2 separate regions of the Zea mays genome follow, and region 2 is linked to region 1. The links are chromatin contacts, called in public Hi-C maps. All regions are on one chromosome and are shown on one strand. Each heading gives the region's core, a stretch centred on a gene start, on an enhancer-like site or on the middle of the called end of the contact. The rest is flanking DNA. Distances are from core to core; before and after follow the strand shown.

Region 1 (4,951 bases), core at 1,491-3,990:
TGCGGGCATAAATGCAACAGGCCCCGTATCAGTATATATGGTGTTTACATTCGTAAATCGCTGGCAAAGTTTCTACTCATACGTAGGTACTTGATGGTGTGAAGAGTGTACGGCGACAAATCACTATGTATCAGCATTATTTACCCGAAAAGAAGTTTCTAATCAGACAAGGTTTTCCATGTAAAATCCACTGAAATCCTAAGCTCGTGCAATGCTAAAAAAATAGAAAAAAGAAGCAAACATATAAAATATGTCTCAACTACCATACACGCCGACATGTCCACGGTAACAATGCTAATCAAAATCTGATGCACAAAATCATCAGAATTTGATGCCCCCATATAGTTAATGTGTTATGGACCATCCAAGAGACAAGAATATATGCATTTTTTTATCTCCCGAGGAGACGGCGAGCTCGAGTGTTTGCTCCCTTGACCCTGAAGTTCAGCTCGTCATAATCCTTCTCTGCATCCCCCATTGCTTTTGTTTGCCTGAATCCAACAAACACAGAGGACATGTCATACTCACAGCAACAATACTCCAAATTAATAATTTAATAACTAACGAGATTGCTATCAGCATTCAAACTGACAGATAGTATTTTCTTTTTGGAAGTTTCGGATACTTTCTTGAGAATTGACTATACAACAGGAAGAAAATAAATGAATTACTGACCACACAGATCAGTCTACAAGATAGCGAAATGTAACAGTACCTCTCGATCTCAGAGCCCATGTCAACGGCCATCCCTTTCAGCTCCGTCAGTATGTTGCTTAGATCAGACAGATCATCATCCTGCTTTGCCTTCTCTATCTACAAAAGAAACGACCAGATGGTTATGGAATAAAGATGCAGGATATCAGACGCATCAAGATTTTTCATCACGTGCTGGAGATGCATTAGCTTCACAAGTGTCTACAGTACCTCAACTTTCTCAAGTGCTGATGAGGGTTCAGAACGGAATTGGCGCGCATTTGATGGAGGTGGATGATCTGCCAGCCCTAGTTTCTGCCTTTGCTCCAAATGACTCCCCTTCCTTATGAAGGAATCATCTGCATCCACCATTGCATCCTTTCAGTCATGGACGGCACCATAGCCAATACCAGGCAGTACAAGTTTCTTCAGTCATCAACTCATCATGCAGTCCAGTTTAAGGTAATTACCTCTAGTTAGCATAGGACCCCTGATGGCGCCATTCTTCTTTGGCTTCCACTTTTTGGAAAATAGACCCCCAAGATCGCCCAATAGCTTCTCACTCTGAAATATTGAGCCAAAACATTTATTCAACACCTGTCACATGTCTGCAATGTGCAAAGGAGCATCCATAGTCGCAATATGCAGTTACAAAAGCCGATAGTAACAACTAACAAGCATGTCATTGTTAATACTTCCAGGTTTTAATCCCTCCCCACTAAAACTAGAATTTCTAGAGTTATTAGCGAGAATACCTGCTGATTTCAGGATTTCAGGAACTGTCCAATTCTGGTTTGAAATTGAGAGTGCTGTGCGATTATGCCCTACTTGAGCAGAATAAGGCTCGTTATTAGCATAAGATCTTTTATATCCCGGGGTTAGCCTTGTGGCTTGTGCAAATGGAGCAGCATAAACTTGCAAAAATGTTGGCGATTGCAGGTTTAATTTACCCTCTGTAAATTAGTCAGTTAGCACCTCCTCTTGTTGGGTTTCAGGGTTTCTGAAACGGACTAGATTTGAAAGAACAGTGACTATCCCCTCTTCAGGCGAACAGAACTAAGCTAGCGGTACAAACAATCTCATAAACTGATGCCACACCGCAAACGAAAGAAATTCGAAAAGGCTATAGTTACCCTGGAGAGATCCTGGTCGATGTCGACGGCCATCATGTGCGTGCGGTGGATCTGCTGCCCCTGCTGGTGGACGGTGACGAGCGTCTTGGATGCGGTGTCCCTCATCTCCTCGGCGATCCTGACGCACCCCCGCGTCCGGCGCGTGGTCTCCTCGGCCTTGTACGCCGCGTAGCCCTCCAGCTCCTGCACGGACTGGCCCTCAAGGCCGCCAGCGTCGCGGAAGTCGTTCCGGTAGTGATGGTTGGCCGCGGAAGAGAAGAGCCCGCCTCTGTCGCCGGCGCCGAAGAGAGAGGAGGAGCCCCGCTGCTCGTCCGGGGGAGGCACGGAGGACGCCCGCGCTGGCCGCTGCTGCGGTTTGTCGTCGTCGGAGTCGGAATCGAACGGGTTGGTGGCCTTCTTCTTGGGCGCGAAGAAGGATCGCTTCCCGCTGCTCATGGTGGCCGCTGGAGTACTGGTGCCGCGGCAAGTAATCGCGATCGGGAGTCGGGACTCGGGAGTGGCTGCTAGTTTCTGCTCGACCGTTCCTGTGGTGAATTGAGGAACCGGATTCATTTCACCCGGCATACATACATAATTTTTAAAAATGAAGGACCAACTCCCATGAACTGAAACACAACCGTTCCTGTGGGGAATCGAGGAACCGGGTTCACCCGACATACATACATAGTTTTAAAATTGAAGGATCGACTCACATGAACTGAAATGAAAATTCTCACGCAATATGAGAAGAACAGATAGAAAGCACAAGGATGAAGTGAAGCACCTGTACGAAGGAACGAAGCTAGCGGAGATCGAGGGATCGGCGGCTGGGGAACGGGCAGCGAACTGGGGCACACCCGGAGGAGGACGACGAAGAGCCGGCGGCGCCGGTGGGAATATAACAGTTGTGGGGGGAGACGACGAAGAGCGACAAGGATATACGCTGCCCTGGTCGTAGGGGATGCACGCGCCCTGACAGGAGGAAAGGTAAAAGAGCGAGGACACGGTCGCTCGATGGCGTGCGCCCTGACAGCAGACTCCCCGCGTCCGGCTGGATCCCATTTCCATCCGGTTTCCGTTACGGCTCGCGCTGTCGCGCACACGCGATTCTGGTTGTGAAAATTATTACTAGCTGATAGGAGCGTGCTGCGTGCGACTACTTCCTCGGTCAAGGACGCGGCGCCGGCTAGGTCAAAGACGGCATTGGATTGGTGAGGAGCGCTACGACAGCTGAGGTGCTTTCTTGTTCTGCTTTGCTTAACCCTGAGTTATTGGTGGGACTTTCGTCTTCGAAGGTTCTTAAAAACATGACTAATGTGTTTTCCAATATAATATATTATTACGAGAAATTTCGGCTTTAAGATAAAGGTGTACATGATATGAAAGACGCAATCTGAAAGAAGGATGAATCAGTTCTGAAGCTATGGATGGAGAAGCTTCGGCTTAGCACAACTATGATGATGAAGGACGAACCGACTTAAAAGGAAAAGACTGCTCAGTACTCGACAGATTACCTTTTGACTAATAGAAAATGTCAGGGACATAAATGTAATTTTACTCAGACTGCGTCCAGTGCCTATAAATAGATGAACAGTAACACTGTACTGTTCACAATGACTTGTAATCGCTCGCTCGTCACTCTTGGATTTTTGCCTTCTGTCAAGCTGAAGGTATAAATGTAATTTGATATTACTAATGTTTGTCCATGATTATATAATAATAATGTGAATAATATGATGACTTGATACAATTATTCATGTTTCCTTCTATATCTCTATTTATATTCTTACATATTGTAATGATGAAGGTATGTCCTTCATGACCTTCGTCTGAGGATCATTATACCCTAAGGGAAATAATGATTCGAAAGACGAAGGTCTTTAACCATTAACATTTGTGTTGCCTTGTTCTTAATTTATAGTATTTGATAATAAGTGACCAACATTGGCGTCCACCTCCAGTGAACTCACTTGACCACCTTCGGCAAGCTTTGACCGTCGTCATGCCGCCGAAGAAGTCATCAGGGACAGGGGTTGCATTGCAGCCACTGTACATTAATCAAGATACATTACGCGAAGCTAGGAGCCAGAAAAGGAAGGCTACCAGTCTAACACCTCAGAAGGAGGAGTTGGACCAAGAAATCAGGGACCTTGAAGCCATTCATCAACAGGTCCAGAAGAAGAAAGAAAAGATGATTCGTCTTGCCGATCTTCAGAGAAAGATTGATGAGGCTGCTGAAAAAATGTGTCATCTCACCTAAGATGACCAAGACCGAAGGCCTCAACACAGAGAGCTTCGTCAAGACAATTCCTACAACGATGATGAATGGTATGATGATTTCCATCATGACAATTTTGCTTTTAATGATGATTCTCCTCTAGCAGCAGAATTGCAGGCTACCCCGTGTCCCCCATCATACAAGCCACCCCAGCTTTCTATGTATGATGGGCACTCAGACCTGAAGCAGTTTCTAATGAGCTACGAGGCAACCATATCTTCTTATGGGGGCAACACTGTAGTCATGGCAAAATCCTTCGTCATGGCAGTCAAAAGTGTCGCAGAAACTTGGTACTCTTCTCTTGGGCCAGGGACAATCACATCATGGCAGAAGCTTAAGAATATGCTAATCACTAGCTTCCAATGTTTTCAGACGAAGCCGGTCACTGCTCAGGCTTTATTCTAGTGCACGCAAGACCACGAGGAGTACCTTCAGGCGTATGTCCGAAGGTTCCTGCGTCTGAGAGCACAAGCGCCTACAATGCCCAATGAAGTTGTCAATGAGGCCATGATTAAAGGGCTTCGGCCAGGACCTACGGCTCAGTATTTTGCCAGGAAACCCCCACAAACCCTGGATAAGCTTCTCCAGAAGATGGATGAGTACATCCGGGCTGATAATGATTTTCGCCAGAGAAGGGAAGAAGCATACAGGTTTTCTGAGATGACCAGGGGATTCGGAGGAAGAATCCACCCCAGGCATGTCAAATCGATCCATTAAAAGTCGCCTAGAGGGGGGGTGAATAGGGCGAATCTGAAATTTATGAACTTAAGCACAACTACAAGCCGGATAAGCGTTAGAAATATAAACGAGTCCGAGAGAGAGGGCGCAAAACAAATCGTGAACAAATAAAGAGCGAGACACGATGATT
Region 2 (5,385 bases), core at 1,745-4,244, 310 kb after region 1:
AGAACATGAATCTCGTTCGGTATCCCTAGCACAAGGTTTACTTGTTTCACAAGGATCAAATCTGACAAAACTGCCAGAGCATATAGTATCTGAAGTCCTGTGGTAAGGCACCTCAGTGGTATCCTTTTAAGATATCGATTGTAGAGTACAGTTAGTGATAAGACCATGACCTGTCCCACAACTTTCGATAGACCAATAACCGATGGATCGAGATTCAAATACTGTGTTTGAAAGCAGAACATGGTTCCAGAAAGAACAGGCACAACAGCAAAGGATGTCATGATCCATGCAAGAGGGTATAAGATCCTTTCCTCTCTGATCGCTGTCATCAAGTTTGAGAATTGCTTGCGGAAGTTAGCTGCCAAAGAGCTTTTGACAAGACGATTTCTGGAGTTTCCTCGAGAGCTTGGCAATGTCTCTTTTGTACTTAGGGACAGTGCTAGCTGGAAGCCAAGAAGGACTGAGAATGCTGTGAACATGATCTTTGGTTCCTGTGTTTTAAGCAGAATGTAACCACCAGACAAGTTCCCCAGCAAGGATCCTGCAGCCAGGGCTACGAATGCATATGACTGTAGTACACCAGCCTTCTGTGTCCTACTGAACTCCGTGACAACAGCATCACTTACGACTTCTGTGACAGATGCTCCTAGATTTCCAATGAGAATGCATGCCATTAGAGTTGGAAACGCATCCCCTGTAACTGGAATGGTTGCAAGTACTCCCCAAGCAATGAGCTGCAGCCACACTGAACATACCAACATAAGTTCAAGTAAGTTGTATGGTTTCCAAAAAAACAAGTCAGCTATGTACTTTCTGATTAACAGCTGAGTAACAAATAGTTATGACACTGAACAGTTTGACAGTAAACCACAGGATCAACAAAAGCATCATAAAAAAATTCTCTAGATACTTTTTATTTTTATTGGAGCTTAGTGACTAGTCGTCTAGTCCTGATCTTACAGCAAAAAATTTATTGTTCAATAAACCAAAAGCAGCTGGTTTGCAATTTTTGGTTGGTGATTGCATATATATTCAATTGTACAACTCGTTAGTTTATTTAAAAAGGATTCTGTGCAAACATTAAAATTAGCATTTCAGCACAAAAAAAAAGATTAATACACGACAAATAATAAATCAAATGAAGGAAAAGTGCAGAAAGTATAAAAAAATGAGCAGACAATTTAACAGTATTTCAATTAAACTGCGGTTATTTGTGCTAGGAGATGCATCTCAACTTCTCAACAAGCTGTCCATATCATAGTACGGCAAGGAAAATATACGTGATGCAGTAATGACAAAAAGAGTTGTGTAGTCTTAATAGACAACCTATGTAAATCTAAAGGTCAGTAGTGATTTGTGGTCCTCGAGATAAGTCCGGCAGCATATTCTTATAGGAACCACAAAATAAGGGACCATTATGAGAATACCAGCTTACCAGCACAGGTATTGTGTGACTAGCAGCATGAGTAAATCACACGTCATTGCATCAAAAACCACAGAATAAGGGTAACCTGTCGGTTTAACCAAATGGGCAAGGCTTGAAATGTGTGACTAGCAACAAAATCAAAGTACACATCAGGAAGAAAAGTGTATTGCTCCATCCCAAGGCTGCATATACCACTTTCCAAAATGCATCTTTTACACAGAACAGATGCAACGAGTAGGTCATGATACCATTGCCAAGGGAACAAGGCACCTACGTCTATGTGCTAAACACTTTAGTGCTTTAAACAGAAGTAGCTTGAAAGTGTTTTTTTTTCATGTTTTCATCTGACAATCAGATGGTTACAGCCACACATATTGTAATGAGAAATTGACTGCAGTTGTTGAACTGCAATGTCCAGGGTGTTTCCAATTTCAGAAAGAGACGTGAAATAGCTGCCCCTTTCAATGTGTTCAGCGGCTCAGAAATTTTCGTAGCTAGGTGTTGCTTTCAATGTGTTCAACGGCTCAGATATTTTCTTAGGTTAAAATTCATTCTTACTTTTGTAGAAACAATTGAAGAAACAGTGACATATGATGCCAGACAACTAGAGAAATACAGCCAGATTTCCTGCTGCAAATGTTTCATTGTTGGGAACATTGATGATCACAAGTTTGCTTATGAATTGAAGATAATTCACCCAGATGGAGATGCAGACAATTGCAGCTTATTCGGAAATACTGAATGAAATGCACATAATTTCACGACGAGCATCATTCACATCATAATTCCCTTTCCTCCAACTCCAACATTACTGGAGTCGCACGAACATAATAAGAAAATAAAACGAGAAATAAGCGGGGGAAGGGGAGCAAAAAAGGGATCGGCTGTGTACCTCCAAGGGAGATGTAGGGTATGCGGTGGGCGCGGCCGATGTAGACGGCATCGGAGAGGACCCCGAAGAGCGGCTTGGCGACGAGCGGGAGGCTCCCAGCGTTCTGCAGGAGTTGCAGGCCGGCGGGGCTGAGCCCCATGCCGCGCGTGAGGTGGAAGTTGAGTGCCAGCCACGGGAAGCAGCGGAACCCCTGCACCCAGTACCCGACCCCGCACACCCACCACACCCGGCGCATCTCCCGCAGCGCCCCGCGCCGTTTGGCCGCGGGCGTGAGATGCACGGGCGTGGGCGCGGGTGGCGTGAGTGTCGGCGCGGCCGATAAGTCCAGGAACTGGGCCAGCCCGCGCTTCTGCCGCCGTTCCTCCGGTGTCGTCGGCATCCGGAGGCATAGCGTGACGCCGATGCAGCGCGCGTTCCTGCACGTGGCGGCGGCGGGTCGTGCGGTCGGGCTGCGGGGGAGGTGGAGGTGAAGGTGCGGTGCGCACAGCGAGAGGCAGAGCATGGTGCCGGCGTCTCCCGTCGTCCGCGCGGCGGCGGGCGGGTAGAGGGGGCAGGAATGCGGAGGCGACTTGAGCGGAGCGGGATGGTGTGTGCGGGCTTGTGGTGGGGAGGTTAAGGTGGTCCGGCGGGGCTTCGGGGAGGGAGATACGGAGAGACTTCTGGAAGACGAGAACGGCCGCGCGCAGCTTCGGGGGTTTTTTTTTCTTCTTTTTTTTCTGTCTTTTGGTGCCCAACTGCCCATGCCTTGTGGGCTCTGGACTGTAGTGGCCTGGTGGGGACGCTGGGACGCACCCCGCCTCTCGTGAAGCATTCTTGGCCTCCGATGCCGATTGTTTCATTTCCACAGGATGTTTGAACGGGGTGTGTTTATACTAGGAGTACATTCTTAGTATCTTGATGTGTTTCTGATTCAAAGAAGTAAAAAGATAAACTAAAAACCTTCTATCTGCCCCCTGCTTTTCGCATCCTAGCTGCTTTTCATTGTTCAACTTAGGCGTTGGCTCGTTTTTTAGCCAATCAACAAACAAACTCTAGGGCTGGCGTCACACGATGCAGGGGGCGTTAGAGTCCTCTCTGTGTGAGTGTGGACTGTTCGCGACTGCGTAGAGAGTTTCGGTCTTCTGCGCATAGACCGTTCACGTATGAGCGACGGAAAGTACGCGAGGCGCGCAGAGGGCTTCTTGGATCTTTTGCACCTGAATCTCGCTATCCGGAAGGGATCCATTAGGGAGAAAATATCATAGGGTTGTCCTGTGGTCGGCAGGTCACCCAAAACATATCTAAACGACGTAAAGTCGAGGAGATGTGAAGACTGCAGATGAGAAAGACTAATCTAATTAGGTGGTGCCTCAATCGGTCGTACCTCTTTATATTTATAGGGGAGGTCTGGACCCGTTCCTAGGTGCATCCCAACCGATTCCCACGCGATGAGTTGAATAAGCACGCGCGAGGAAAAGGACTCTCGCCCGAATTAATCTAATCGCGGACCGTCTGGGGCTAGCTCGTCTAGCCGTGCCAAATGTCAAATATGGTGCTCAACACATGCCTCCTACCTTTTGGATAAGCTTAAGCGAACCAAAAGCACCTAGTACAAGTTGTAAACAACTCGATGTGAATCTATCGGTTCTCTAAGCATCTTACCATATACTAGGATGATATCACTTTAGAAAGCGATCATTCAATGCATTGGGCAACTTATCTCCTTGCACCGTTTGTAATGTGTTACCAGAGATCACCTGTGTAACTTTATAAGGCCCTTCCCAACATGGGGACCATTTGCCAAACTTCCAGTCCATCCATACTCCTTAATGGCAAGATTGTCTTTTAAACTAGATCTCCAACCTAAAAAGTCTTAGCCTTTACCTTATTGTTGTAAGCCTTGGCAACTATGATCTTGTCTTTCTCAATCTCCTTTAGAGCCATCAACCTCTTGTCGATCACCAAATCAATACTATCCATCATTAGATCATGGTAGTCACCAACATCTTGATCATTTAGACTAGTAAACCTGATAGCATGCAGGCTAATCTCTATAGTTAAAATAGCTTTCTGTCCATACATGTCGTGGTTTCGGAAGCCAAGGGACAATAAGATTTGTGTTCGGCAGGGGTGCAAGTTTAGACGAAATGGTCTTGGCCTTTGTTTGAATGGCCTAAAATCAGGTTTGATGTGTAACTGATGCTCAACTAGCTCTCGGCATAAGCCTGTCATCTCATTATAACTCCAAGAAAAATAATCAGAATACTCTAATAATAATTCGATCATTTTATTCCTAGAATTGGATTTTAGGTTTTTGTTTACAAAAGACGGCCTTGGAGTGTTACCATCTCCTATGTCAACTTCCTCCAAAGGATCAGCCGAAGTAAACCCTTGTCCTAACTTGTAAATCCCTAAATTTCTCTATTGTATACACACTAGAGGAGAATGTTACCCTCCGTGGGGTCGCGGATCGTTTGGTCGTAAAGATCGGACCGTCCGGAAGGGAGACTACGAATTGCAGTCCTCTATACGGAACTTTGGGCCGTCCGTCCATAGGGGCGGACCATCTGGAAGGGCGGCTGTGATTTGCAAAACTCTATGTGGGACTTCAGACCATCCGGCCATAGGGACTGGACCGTCTGCACTACCAGTTGTGACATCTTTTTCTTCTGTTGTACTACATTGTATTTCATTTATGGTTTAGCTGATTTTCCATCAGCTCTAATACAACAGTGGTGAACTCTCCATTATGCACACTAATGAATTGATAATCAGAGAAGTCAACCCCACTCAAACACTTAGCAGACTCATAGGTCCATAGTACGGGAGCATCGACCATAGCAATGCAAGCTGATGCATCTACTTGTATAGTTTCAACTTCATCACCTATCCATTGTCTTAACATCTGTTGTAAAGTAGAAGGCACACATTGATTGGCGTGTATCCAATCTCTGCCTAATATAACACTATAATTTCCTTCTACTTTGGTGACGAAGGAAGCAGTGGCCAAGGTCTTAGTCCTAATGGTTAGTTCAATGGATGTGATGCCCTTGACCTCGATCAAACTAATGGTACAGACTCCACTAAG

Evidence for each region. A called contact is a pair of places that touch in the nucleus more often than the background predicts.
Region 2: a contact with region 1 is called in a Hi-C map of bundle sheath, with 3 times the contacts expected there. The contact joins the promoter of LOC100284909 here to the promoter of LOC100217287 in region 1. A contact is called at or near these places in 2 of 25 Hi-C or Micro-C datasets (bundle sheath and tassel).

Annotation. Positions count from the first base shown.
Region 1 is chr7:37,859,088-37,864,038 of Zm-B73-REFERENCE-NAM-5.0, forward strand. LOC100217287 reads right to left here and starts at 2,741. Exons shown (of 5, transcript NM_001143638.1): 1 at 2,590-2,741; 2 at 1,827-2,350; 3 at 1,164-1,257; 4 at 925-1,052; 5 at 154-813. The coding sequence starts at 2,261. The coding sequence ends at 583.
Region 2 is chr7:38,164,309-38,169,693 of Zm-B73-REFERENCE-NAM-5.0, forward strand. It overlaps LOC100284909, which reads right to left and starts at 2,995. Exons shown (of 2, transcript NM_001157804.2): 1 at 2,319-2,995; 2 at 1-745. The coding sequence starts at 2,820.